Linked DNA regions of Mus musculus: all the other regions are linked to region 1. Evidence: chromatin contacts called from public HiChIP or PLAC-seq and promoter capture Hi-C data. All regions are on one chromosome and are shown on one strand. The core of a region is the stretch at or near the end of the contact, and the rest is flanking DNA. Distances in the headings are between cores, read along the strand shown.

Evidence for each region. Promoter capture Hi-C pulls out the DNA fragments that hold promoters and counts their contacts. HiChIP or PLAC-seq counts read pairs in DNA pulled down with a chosen protein or histone mark.
Region 2: a contact with region 1 is called in a promoter capture Hi-C map of hippocampal neurons, with 2.4 times the contacts expected there. The contact joins the promoter of Mid2 here to the promoter of Morc4 in region 1. A contact is called at or near these places in 2 of 39 promoter capture datasets (hippocampal neurons and liver).
Region 3: a contact with region 1 is called in an H3K27ac HiChIP or PLAC-seq map of SST interneurons, with 6 times the contacts expected there. The contact joins the enhancer-like site here to the promoter of Morc4 in region 1. A contact is called at or near these places in 1 of 39 promoter capture datasets (hippocampal neurons) and 2 of 115 datasets of contacts at active chromatin or transcription factors (SST interneurons and neural progenitor cells).

The regions. Positions count from the first base shown.
Region 1 is chrX:139,869,890-139,873,732 of GRCm38.p6, forward strand. Morc4 (microrchidia 4) reads right to left here and starts at 1,765. Exons shown (of 17, transcript NM_001193309.1): 1 at 1,383-1,765; 2 at 1,181-1,253. The coding sequence starts at 1,484.
Region 2 is chrX:140,662,792-140,666,634 of GRCm38.p6, forward strand. It overlaps Mid2 (midline 2), which reads left to right and starts at 2,165. Exons shown (of 10, transcript NM_001358366.1): 1 at 2,165-2,487. The coding sequence starts at 2,484.
Region 3 is chrX:140,398,351-140,402,193 of GRCm38.p6, forward strand. Frmpd3 (FERM and PDZ domain containing 3) reads left to right here. Exons shown (of 15, transcript NM_001320946.1): 9 at 513-649; 10 at 963-1,089; 11 at 3,633-3,722. Among named protein-coding and RNA genes, the nearest start is that of Gm32113, 14 kb to the left of the region's middle. Within about 2 kb of position 1,876, at least 10 of the 459 cell types and tissues checked have an H3K27ac peak or open chromatin away from gene starts, as enhancers often do. A contact at or near this core is called in SST interneurons, where this site is marked.

The DNA of each region.
Region 1 (3,843 bases), core at 515-3,014:
GGAAGGAAGGAGAAAAAGAAAAAACCATAGGGGAAAACCTAAACGATAGAGTCACCTCAGTCTGGAAATTCAAGCTGTATCATCAATGTTACTTTCCTCCTGAACTTTCTAGAAAGCAATCAGCAACCTACTCTATACCATTTGGGCTCATAGCCAAACTAATCATCAGAATCCTCCAGCACCTTCCAAATAACTCTTCTGACTCTTCCTGTGGCTCACCGACATCTTTAGGAAAACAAGTCTCCTGGCATGGCCACAGTGGTGGCTTACGTCCCCACTGGGGTTCATTCATGTGGCTCTGAAACCATTTTCAAGAGTCTTGTTCTGTGCTAACTAGCCATATAAATCTGTCTTCCTTCTTTCAGTTTTTGAAATATTTATAATGTGCTTGCTCTGCTGCATTTTGCGCAGAACTGCTTTTCATCTTTGCCTTTTGAACAGTACATTAGTGCAGAAGCGATGCACTCAGCTCTAAGGAATCAAGTGAATTTTTTTCCTTTTTTTTTTTTTTTTGAGCGAGCACCGGTGCACCCAGAGGTTAAGTCCTTAAGGCCTCCGTATTCATTCCAGCGGTGTGAGGGCGCTCGTGGACTACGGACCCAGCCCTCTGCAGTCTCCGGGAGCCAAATGCACTCGTGTCATCATCTAAGAGATGGCCCATCATTCCTAGACTTAAGTCTCTAAAGTTAAAGAAGTCATTTCCAGATCTTTCCAACTACTCTACAGGGCCCTCTGCACTGTTCCTTTGCCAGCCTGGGGCCCTCTGTCGGTCGCCAGCCTTGGTCAAATCCAGTCGCTTCGGGGCCCGATATTTTTATGCATTGCTCTTTGATTATTAACTAAGAATCCTAAAGTGACTGGAACATCACGATCCAGACAGAACAACAGCGCGGGAACCCTACCAAACTCTTAGTACACACCTCGCTTCCTCGGCTTTCCAGGCACGATCTAGTCCCGTCGCCCCCCTACCCCACCCCACCCCACCTCACCCTACCCCATCCCACCCCACCCTACCCTCCCTGTCCCCCTCCCTAAGAGATCACGGTGGCCGAGCTCCCCCAGCCCGTCCCGAGAGGACCCGCCCCACGCGCCTCGTGCATTCCTCTTGCGTCCACCGCACCACGCTGGCACCTCTGCCTCGGGCTTGCGACCCGCCACCCGGCCCGCCCTCGTCACTCACCTAGCAGCTCCGCGATGGCACTGAAGGGTCGCGTGTGGCTGCTGGAGTTGCTCTGGAGGTAGCGGGGGCTCATCTGGGGGCGAGAGAAGGTTCCGTCCCGCGTGAGGCCTCAGCTCGCCCAGCCCTCCCCGCGCGCCCCCCGCAGCCCTGGGACCCGGGCGCGCTCGCGCGAGTCCGTCCCCTCGGGGGCCCCCGGACCTACCGTGCTCAGGCGGATCCTGAAGGCCTGCGGGACGCTGCCCGCCCGGGCCAGTCCGCCTCCCGGCGTTCCGGGGCCCGCAGGGGCCCCTCGGTACAGGAGCATTTTTTTGGCCGCCAGGATACCGGTTTGCTGCTGCCGGACCCCTGGGCCGGCTGTCCCCGCACTAGATCGCGCTGTCCCCCGACTCGCAGCTGGCGGTGGCCGTCCCGGACTGGCCCTCTCTCGTTCCCACTCGCAGCTGGCAGAGGCGGGGCGCGCTGCAGCCACCTGTCCCCAGCGGGAGGGGTGAAGCCGGAGGAACCCAGCGTCTGCCCGCCCCGCCTTGTCAGCACCTCTCCTGACCCACCGACTGCCAGGGCTGCCCCTGGGCCGTACAGAAATATGGCGATCTCCTGACAGACGCTCCTCCATCCCCGCCCCTAATTAATTCTTGGCGTTTGCCATAGGCCAGGCGGCCGAGCGGGAAAGCGCGAGGGGAGGGGGGATGGCGGTGCGTGGGGAGGGGCGGGAATGTGGCAAGAGGAGGGAGAGCGTGCATGGGATTTCTGGAGTCCCACTTAGGCTTCATGACTAACAGGCAGGATAAGACAAGTCTTTGAATTTCGAAGGACTGCAGTTTTGCTATCTGGGAAGATAGGCTGGAGCTAAGGGGAATTATTCCCACTAGCTACTTCGAAAGCTTATGGAAGCACCAGGAACTTTCTAGAATGCAATTGGCAAACGGCCTACCGATCCTTCAAACCGGCAGGGAGACTTTATAGTAGGAGAAACTGAATTTACTCGCTGCAAATAGGGGGTTGGTTATGTTATAGGATGCGCATAAAGTAATATGCAGCTTTGTGTGTTTGTGCTCTTGGGGGCGCATCGTTTGCACACCACTGACATTTGAAGGCCTGGTGTCTCTGGGACTGCGGTTCCAAACTCACACAGCCATGCTTTTTCAACAGTCTTTAAAATTATTGCGCTTGCTTATTTTGTGTGATTGTGTGTCTGTGTGCACGTGTGGCGATCAGCACACAATTTGAGGGAGTTAAGTTCTCACCTTCCACCTTCTGTAAGTTTGGGGTTCTCAGGTCTTGTGACAAGCACCTTCATCCCTGAGCCATTTCCCTGCCCCTATATTCCACTTTTAAAGGGCATGCCTGCTGTGAGTCTACATTTACCTGTGCTGTGGAGTCATCATGTAGTGTTGACAGCAAACCCAGGTCCTGGAAGGGCACACTACGCAAGCACCCCTACCACCATTATCACTACTCCCAACCCTGTGAGCACTGGGGTTGCAGTCATTTTTATGTGGGTGCTGGGGATCTGAACTGGGGTTCTCAGACTTGTATGGCAAATGTTTTACCAACTGGGCCACTTCTCCAGACTCCTTTTTCTGTGTGTGTGTGCGCGCGCGCACGCAGGTGTATATGTGTTCTTATGGGTGGCGAGGTTTTCACGTGTCCATTTGTACATGGAAGCCAAAGGTCATCATCTTGTTTGTTGAGACAGGGTCTTTCAACAGCCTAGAAATCACTAAGTAAGCATGGGGTGATTAGCCAGCCAGCAATCTGCTTATTTCCGTCTCTCTCGGTGGTGGTGGTGGTGGTAAGGATTACAAAAGGACACTAACCCTGGCTTTTTCCTTTTTTTTTTTTTTTTTAAGAACACGAGGTCTGGGGATTGAACTTAGGTCCTTTTCCTTGCACAGCAAGCGCTTTCCCAACTGAGTGATTTGTTTTTGAGACACTCATTACCTAGCTCAGGCAGGCCTCTGGCTCTGTATCTTCCTTCCTCAGCATATGCTCAGACATCAGGGAGGGCCCCCACGCCCAGCATTACATTTATCTTCTGTTTGTAACGAAAACGTTTTTCAAAAACGTCCAGCTATAGATGCCTTATTGATGGGTAAAGTACCAGCCTTTAGTCCTTCCAGCAACTTAAGCTGCTGGCCACCTTCTACGGATGACTGCCTTACTCAACCACTTCCCAGTTTCCCTGTTATTAGACATTTAAGTTAAATGTAAAAATGTAAGTTGTAGCCATTGTGACTAACATGAGTGAAGATGTCTCTTCTTCTATAGTGATGCCATTTCCTTTGGATATGTATACTGAATGGGGATTTCTAGATAATTCTGTGTCTGGTTCTAGGTAATTCTATGTTTAAATGTTTTGAGGAAGCTCCATACATTTTTTTTTCATAATGGATGTACTAATTTGCACCCGCAACAACAGTTCGTAAAGGCTTCCTTTTCTCTACATCCACACCGGCAATTGTTTTCTTTCTCATTTTGTCATTTTTAACTAGAGTGAGGTGTTGCCACATTATGATTTTCGTTTCTGCCATACTGAGCGTTTTGAGTACACGTGTCTAGGATTGGGTCTTGTCCCTCCATCACCAAACTATGTCTCTCTCTCCAGCTCAGTTTTTATCCTTTATTTTGTGATAGATTCTCATTGAGGTTCCTGGACTGGCCTT
Region 2 (3,843 bases), core at 915-3,414, 790 kb after region 1:
AGTCCCATCATGGTGTTCTGCTTCCCCATAGCATCAGAATCAATAGGACCAGTGACTACAGACTGAAAACTCTGAAATCATAATCCAAAATAAATCTTTCCTCCTAAGTAGTTTCTCAGATTTTCATCACAGTAGCAGAAAGTTAACATTGTTTCCTTCCTATTCCTGTCCTCCAGATAACCAGTGCAATCAACTTTAGAGGTATCTTTACTGAGAATACTTATTTGTCCACAAATATCCCTACGTCCCTTTTCACACTACTAGACGTATCGCCCTTAGTTTCCTAGTTACTAAACAACCTGGGTCTCTCCGCAGGCAGACTGACTCCAAATAAATGTAAATATAGATGCACACACATAAAATATACATATATAATTATTTCTAATATTTGTGTGGTGAATTTGCCCAGCAAATCAGCAGATTTCTGACTCATGAACTTAAAAGAAATCAAGTGTTTTATTGAGTCAAAGGTCCTATGGTAGAGAATTTACCCATCTGACCTTGTCCAAGAATACAGTATAATCCTGTTAACCAAATACAACACATCTCCACTGTTTTATTTCCCATTTTCCTGATGATTAGTCACATTAAATATCTTATTATCTGCTATTTTTCTATTTTTGAAAAATACCCATTTAAGTTCTCTGCCCCTTTTAAAACACATATTCTAGACAGTAAGTCCTTATCATGCATATATGGTTTTAAAACATTTTCTCCCATTCCCAATGTGTCGGTTGTGTACTCTGCTGTGTAGGTGTTGGTGCTATGTAGTCTCATTTGTTTGGTTTTGCTCTTGTTGTCTGTGCTTTGGATATGACACATTAACTTTTACATCTCTTGGTGCTGTACTTCCTTTTAGGTAATGTGGTTGGGTTTTTCCCTTCATTTCCACTCCAGTGTTCTCTAGCAGGTTTGTTTAACAGTGCTGTTGGCTGACTGCTATTGGTTCCCTGATAAGACACACCCATCTACCTTCATTTTTTTTTCTGGATTTGTTCCCAAGCACAGTAATGGGAGGCCCATGTGAGAGGGGCTGTTTCGGATTGCTTTATTCCTTCCTCATTTTGAGTGGAGCTAGAAAGAATATCCTCTGAGGTGGCTTCCTTCTCTCATCTACCTTTTAAGTGTGTGTGTGTGTGTGTGTGTGTGTGTGTGTGTGTGTGTGTTGGGGGGAGGTGGTAGTCTTTGAGCCAGTGATAGGTTAAAAGACAGGCTGTATCCAGACCAATGGGAGGCTCCTGGCTTCCAAATGGATCTTATTAGGGACATTGTATTCTGGATGGCTAGCATCTGCCTCATTGTCCTCTTGGCAGTGACCCTTTTGTATTGGTCAAGGATCTGAAGGTGCAAAAGAAACCTTACCCCATACACTTTTAGTGGCTTTAATCCACCTGAACAACTTGTGCCCAAGTCCAATAGAACATTGCCATTCTCCCTTTGTCAAAAGAAAAAGGGGTTGGGTTTCCTTCAATTGTCTGCCCTTCTCTGTCTCCTCCACTATTTTTGTTTTACTCTCTAGTTAACTTTGCATACAACAGCTTCACCAGTAGGACCTGTGAGGAGGATCCAGGCACACTCTTTTCATTGGCGAGTGCAACAGCCTTCTCCTTGCTCTCATCTGGGGGTTTGTGGATGTAGAAGGGAGGTAGGTGGGTGAAGAGTTTGGCCACAGTCTTCCTTCTGCGCTTCACACACACCACCCGGTCGTGGACGCGCAAACACACACACACACACACACACACACACACACACACACACACACACGCTCGTGCGCGCCTGCTCAGGCCCCTTCTCCCTGTGTCTTCCATCAAGATGACAGGGTGCTGGAGAAAAGGCTGCTGGAATCAGCTGGTAGGTACAGTAGTAATCTGAACCCCACCCACCCACTGCCTTTGCTTGCTCGGGTTTCTCTGGTCACTCCTGCCAGGGGAGAAAACATGTAAGCGCGCCTCCAGAGGAGGGGCACGGGGAGTTGGGAGTGGCGGGGGCGGCGGAAGGTGAGCCTAGGAAGGTGGCCCAGCGCCCCTTCTGCCCGGCCCCTCCCCGTGCTCCCGTAGGGTGTCAGCCTCGGCTCTGCTTGCCCCCACTCCACCCTCCTTTCGAAGGGATTGCCTTTTTTTTCCCTCTGCTGCGGCGGAAATGACAGTGTGGTGCTGCGGTGGTGTCATGGTGCTGCCTCTGGACCGAGAGGCGAAAACTCTTTAAGTTTAGCCCGGGAGACCTAGACGCGGGAACGTCGCGGTCTCCGTGCTGTCCCCCGTGGGGCGCGCGGGCTGGCGGATCCCGGCTGTTGCGCGGCGGCGGCGGCGGCCGCAGCGGCGAAGGCGGGCGGCGGCCTAGAGTGGTGGTGGCGGCGGCGGCGGCGGCAGCAGCGACAGCGGCCCGGGAGCTTGCACGGGAGCCCGAGCCAGCTTGCTGCGGAGGCCGGCGAGCGCCCGGCGCTCCCCGGCGCGCGTAGGAGATGGCTGGCACCCGGGAACAATATGGGTAAAACGCGTCCCCTCGCCGAGGCCCGGGGGGATGGTGGTGGTGGTGGGGTGGCTAGTGTCGCCGCCCGCGCCGGGCTTGGCCCTGGCTGGCTCCTGCTGCTCTTCAGGTGCCGCCGGGGCTGGAACTGGCCGAGGACACTTGGGCTTGGGGGGGGGGGCGGCAAGAGGGGGGAGACGGGGTCCTGGCGGCAATGGCAGGGCCCCGGTTGTCTGTCACACTGTTGTGACCCGAGCTCCTGCCGCTGCCCTCCTGGGAAGGAGTTTGCACTCCTAGATCCCAGGCTGGGGACCGGCCCGAGGCCTCCCGCTTGGCCAGGCCGAGCAGGGAGAAAGCAGTGGAGCGGCTCAGCTCTCGTGGCGCCTAGGCGCAAGTCTGGGAAAGGGCGCAGCCGCCTTCCCACGCTCCCGAAATCCACGGCGTCCTCGGCCCGGGCGGCGCCCCGAGGTCGGCGGTTGGCTCAGTGGTGCTGGCGCAGCAGCCTGAGATTCTGTGGACACCCTGCGAGCGGGAACCCCGGGAGAAACTTAATTCTCCCTCCCCTTTTCCTCCCTGCTGGGGAAACGATCTTCAGGTCTCTGTCTGGGTGGTTCTTTATTTCTGGCCTAGCTGTGAAAGCAGCCCCGTGGGGGGGGGGGGGGTGGAGAGGGAAAAACTTGAGTGTGTCCATAGGACACACTGCGACTGAAGCAGGGACAGGGGAGCCTTTTCCATTCCGGGCTCATAAAAATTACTGGAACATTACTGGTTATGAGCTGGCTTGGGTTGTTTCGCACTTCACGTGCAGCATAGTATTTATTTATTTAGGAGGCATTTCGATTTAGAGGAGGAAATTAGGATCCAGGGATTGTTGGACTCTTCACTTTCCCCACTCTTCCACACTCCTTAGGTACTGTCTCTATTCAAGCCCCCACATCTCCCACCAGAGTTCCTGCACTCTCAGCTTTTCTCTGTCAACCTGTGCAATGCGGCTTCTTGCTTTTCAATCACTTTGATTTTTTTTGAAGATTTTGGAGGGTGGGGCTGCTGAATGGCATTAGTTGTGTGTCTGTCTCTAAGGAGGAGTATTTATGAAGCAAGACATTGGAAACTGTAATAGTACACAACTATTGTGTGGGGATTAATTAATCTGATTCTCGAATTGGACCACAAGAGTTGACTTTAATCCCATTCCATTTCCTCTCTGAAATCGAATCAGATCTCTGACACTATTCCAATAGAAGATGGAGTTGCTAAATGGAGAGTTTACATTCTTGCTCACTTCTGCTTGGGGAGCTTTTGCTGTACCCTAGATTCCTATCCCAGCATCCCCACCTTTTTTTAACCTCCTCCTCTCTGCTCATCACTGCCCCAAGG
Region 3 (3,843 bases), core at 626-3,125, 530 kb after region 1:
GGAATATTGACTCATCAATATTTTTGTCCTCTGGACCTCAAGGAACAGAATGTTTGCTCCATCTCTGCAATCAACCTCTCACCCTGGGCTTCTGGATCAGAGTCCCACAGAGAGACTCTCCTAGTGCCTTTCTTTCCTTGTTCTCATCTGAACTAGTAGAAGAGCCTGGTATGGCTCATGATTGAGTACAGAACCCCCAAAAAGGTGAGGTGTCTCTTATAACAGAAGAGTCAAAGGGAATGATTCAGGTCCTACTTGCACGGTAACCTGGATTTTTCTGCCCACTGTGTCTTGTTATGTGACTAAGAAGGGTCTAATATTTGCTGAACCAAGCAAATAGTGTCCCTGTAACTCAAGGCTCCTCTGTTGTCTCCTTCCCAGGACAGTAGCCCCCTCTTTCATTTATCTATCATGTCTTCCTGGTAGCATGATTCTTATCTGAGATCTAAGGGGAGCTGTAAGGGAAGGGATGTTTCCTTTAACTGATGGATTTGGTCTGCCCTCTCTCACAGAGTCGTAATGATGTTATCCGAGAACGCTTTGGAATGGAACCTAAGCCAGAGATGCTTTTGGGCCTTGCTGCCCTTCACATCTATATCACTGTCTCAGCCACTCGGCCTAGTCAGAAGATCACACTCAAGAATGTGGAGTGAGTTGCGAAAGGGCCCTTCTGGAGGGAACAAATAGTTTGGTGTAAGAAGATGGAATTGTTGAGCTGTGTTCTGGTTTTCAGAGTCATAAGCATTCTATGGGGGTAGGAATTTGAGTTCCTGAGGTCTACCCCACTCGAGTCCCATACTTCAGAGCCATGGTTTGCCTGTCTTTATCCTTCTTTCTCTTCTTCCTAGTCTCTGTTCCTCCATCTCTGCCTCTCAAAATTACTCAGATTCTTTCTGACCATCTCCCTCCCTTGATCACACTTTGTCTCTCTCACTAATCTCCTGATTTTCTTCTGTTTCTAGGAAGGAGTGGGGCTTGGAGCCCTTTCTTCCCCCCTCCCTTCTGCAGGGCATCAAAGAGAAGAACCTTCGGAAGTCGCTCTCTCAACAGCTGAAGGCCCACCAAATGCATCCTTCTAGCAGCACCAAGGTACCCAGAGGAAGCCTCAGTGGGTACTCTGGGGATCCCCACTACTCCTGACTCAAGTGTACACTCTGTTGCTCTTTCTTACTTTGGGTGCATATTCCATTATTCTTTCTCACTCGGGTACATATCTAGCTTGGCCAGGGATGGGGCAGTTATAGAAAGGAGTTTGTTCCAAATCCACACTTAGCCCAAATAGGCTAAGCAACACATCACTGCAAGCCACTATGTCCTTGAAGCAAAGGAGCAATGAGAAAGGTCGTTCTTGGGAATCTTTCCCCAATTAGTACCAATTGAGCACCTGTCCTGTGGAAGGCATTGGCCCCTAAGGGATGCACATGTTTTCCAGGACAGTGACTGCACCGTCCCTTCCTAACTTTCTAGTCCACCAGTCCTAGAGGAGGAAGTCTGAGGAGATAAAAGCCCAGCACAGAACTGGGGCAACTACTGCACTATCCTCTGCATCCTGTGACATGGACACGAGCGTCTTTGTCTCTTGAGGGGTTTCTTTCCCCACCTACCCCAGCCCTGCTGAGCCTTCTTAGGCTGCTAACACTCCATCTGCTTGTGCTTCCTGCCCAAGACGCTGGAGGATGGTGACAAATACTAGAATCAGCATGCAGATGTAGACAGGAGACACAATCACCCCCATATCTGCCACCCATTCCAGATTTCTTGAATTACCAACTAGCTTCCCTTTTAAGATGCAAATTTCCCCAGAGAGCTAAGCCATTCCCACCTTACTGTGCATGTTTAATCAGATTGGTTTCCACCCCCCTTGGCTGAGAGCACCAGTGCTCAGCACCATCTCCATAGCAAAGATTTTTTTTCTATGCATCCCCAGTGCTCTACTGAAGAAAGCCTGGCTTCAGCCCTTGAGTCAGGCATAGTCAAGTAGGGAAATAAAACTATCATCCGCAACACAAAGCAGCAGGCACTGGCACTCTGGACGTGTTCAGAAGAGACAGGTGCCAAGTCCAGGCTAGGAGAGGGAAAAACTGGTATATTTAGTGCCAGAGCTGAGACTTGAAAGATGGACAGATAGGAGCTTGTCTGGATGAATTGCTAGAAGCAGAACTAAAAGGAAGACTTCCCTGAGCTGGGAGATTCATCTCTACAAAAGCCCCGAAATGAGAGTCACAGTAGCAGGGAAAAGAACGATCATTTAGCCTATGCGAAGCTACAGAATATTAGAGGCATGGAGATGGTGGAGGTAGAGACAGAAGGGAGATTAGGGAGGCTCATAGGAGCCAGTTCTTGAAGGGCTTTCTGTGCCATAGAAAGGGGTTCCATGTAATCCTCATAGGCAGCAGTGACTCATAGAGGAGTTGAAAGCAGGAAGCTGATGTGACTAAATTTACTATGTTTTAGGATGCTCCCACTAGCACTAGGTGGAGGTAACCGAGGGAAAGAAACAGAGTACCCAAAGCCCTGACATAGGAAGGAATGTCAAAGCAATGGTATAAGGACAAATGATGTGGGTAGATCACTCAAGAGAAAATCAGGAGGTAAAATAAACATGATTTGGTGACTGGTGGCCCTCAGATGAGAGGACAAAGGAAGAGGCCTCTGTCAAAAGTTTCTGGCTCAGTTGCCCCAGACAAGCTCAGTTGCTTCCAGAGACCTGGAATCCCAGCTGAAGAACAGACTTGAGGCTCAGAGGTGCTCAGTATGAAAACATGGGGTGGGACCCTAAGATTGCATGTAGCAATGTCAATGGGACTCTAAGTATCTTTTTTCTTTCTTTTTTTTTTTTTTCGAGACAGAGTTTCTCTGTATAGCCCTGACTGTCCTGGAACTCACTTTGTAGACCAGGCTGGCCTCGAACTCAGAAATCCGCCTGCCTCATCTTTTTTTATATATAATATAGAATAGAGTTTATTTGGGGCAAGGTAGTAGAGGCAGAGAAAGGCAGAGAGAGAGTAGAAAAGTAGAGGAGTAGAGGCCAGCCATGAGCATGTGGAGAGAGGAGGAAGGGAATGGGGAAGGGGTGAGGGGACAGAGCCGGAGCAAGAAGTGAAGAGCAGCCGGGCATGGTGGCACATGTCTTTAATCCGAACACTCGGGAGGCAGAGGCAAGCGGATTTCTGAGTTCGAGGCCAGCCTGGTCTACAAAGTGAGTTCCAGGACAGCCATGGCTACACAGAGAAACCCTGTCTCAACCCCCCCCCCCCCAAAAAAAGAAGAAGAAGTAAAGAGCAAGAGGGCAAGAGTGACTCTAAGGATCTTAAGAGAGCTGCATGGGTTAGATAGTTGTCAGAGTTTGGAAGAAATGCTAGAATTAATTCGAGAACAAATAGCATCAATTGATGCTTTAGGCACGAGGATCAAGATGTCTGAGATTGACTTAGAAAGGCAGGTGGAATACTGGAGGTGAGAGCCATCCAAAGTGGAACTTCCTTCCAGGTTTACCCAGGTCCTTGCTCATTTCTATGGAGTAGGCTGATGACTGGTACCTGCCATCAGAAGCTGAGACTCCACTTGGAGGATGTGGGCTTTCTTTTCTGGGCTCCCCTGGATTCTCATCACAGGGTGGGTTGTTTCCACAGGGCTCCGCCATTCAAGCAAAGCTCCAGTACCTTCGCATTTTGAATGAACTGCCGACCTTCACTGGTGTTTTATTCAACACTGTAGGCCTGGTTAGTGAGATGCTGGGATTCGGGGAGGGGCAAAGCATGTGTGTTATGTGGGGCGGTGGAGGGGGGACCAGCTCTTGATTGGAGGGACAATGTCAATCAGCTCTCACATTCAAAGCATCCA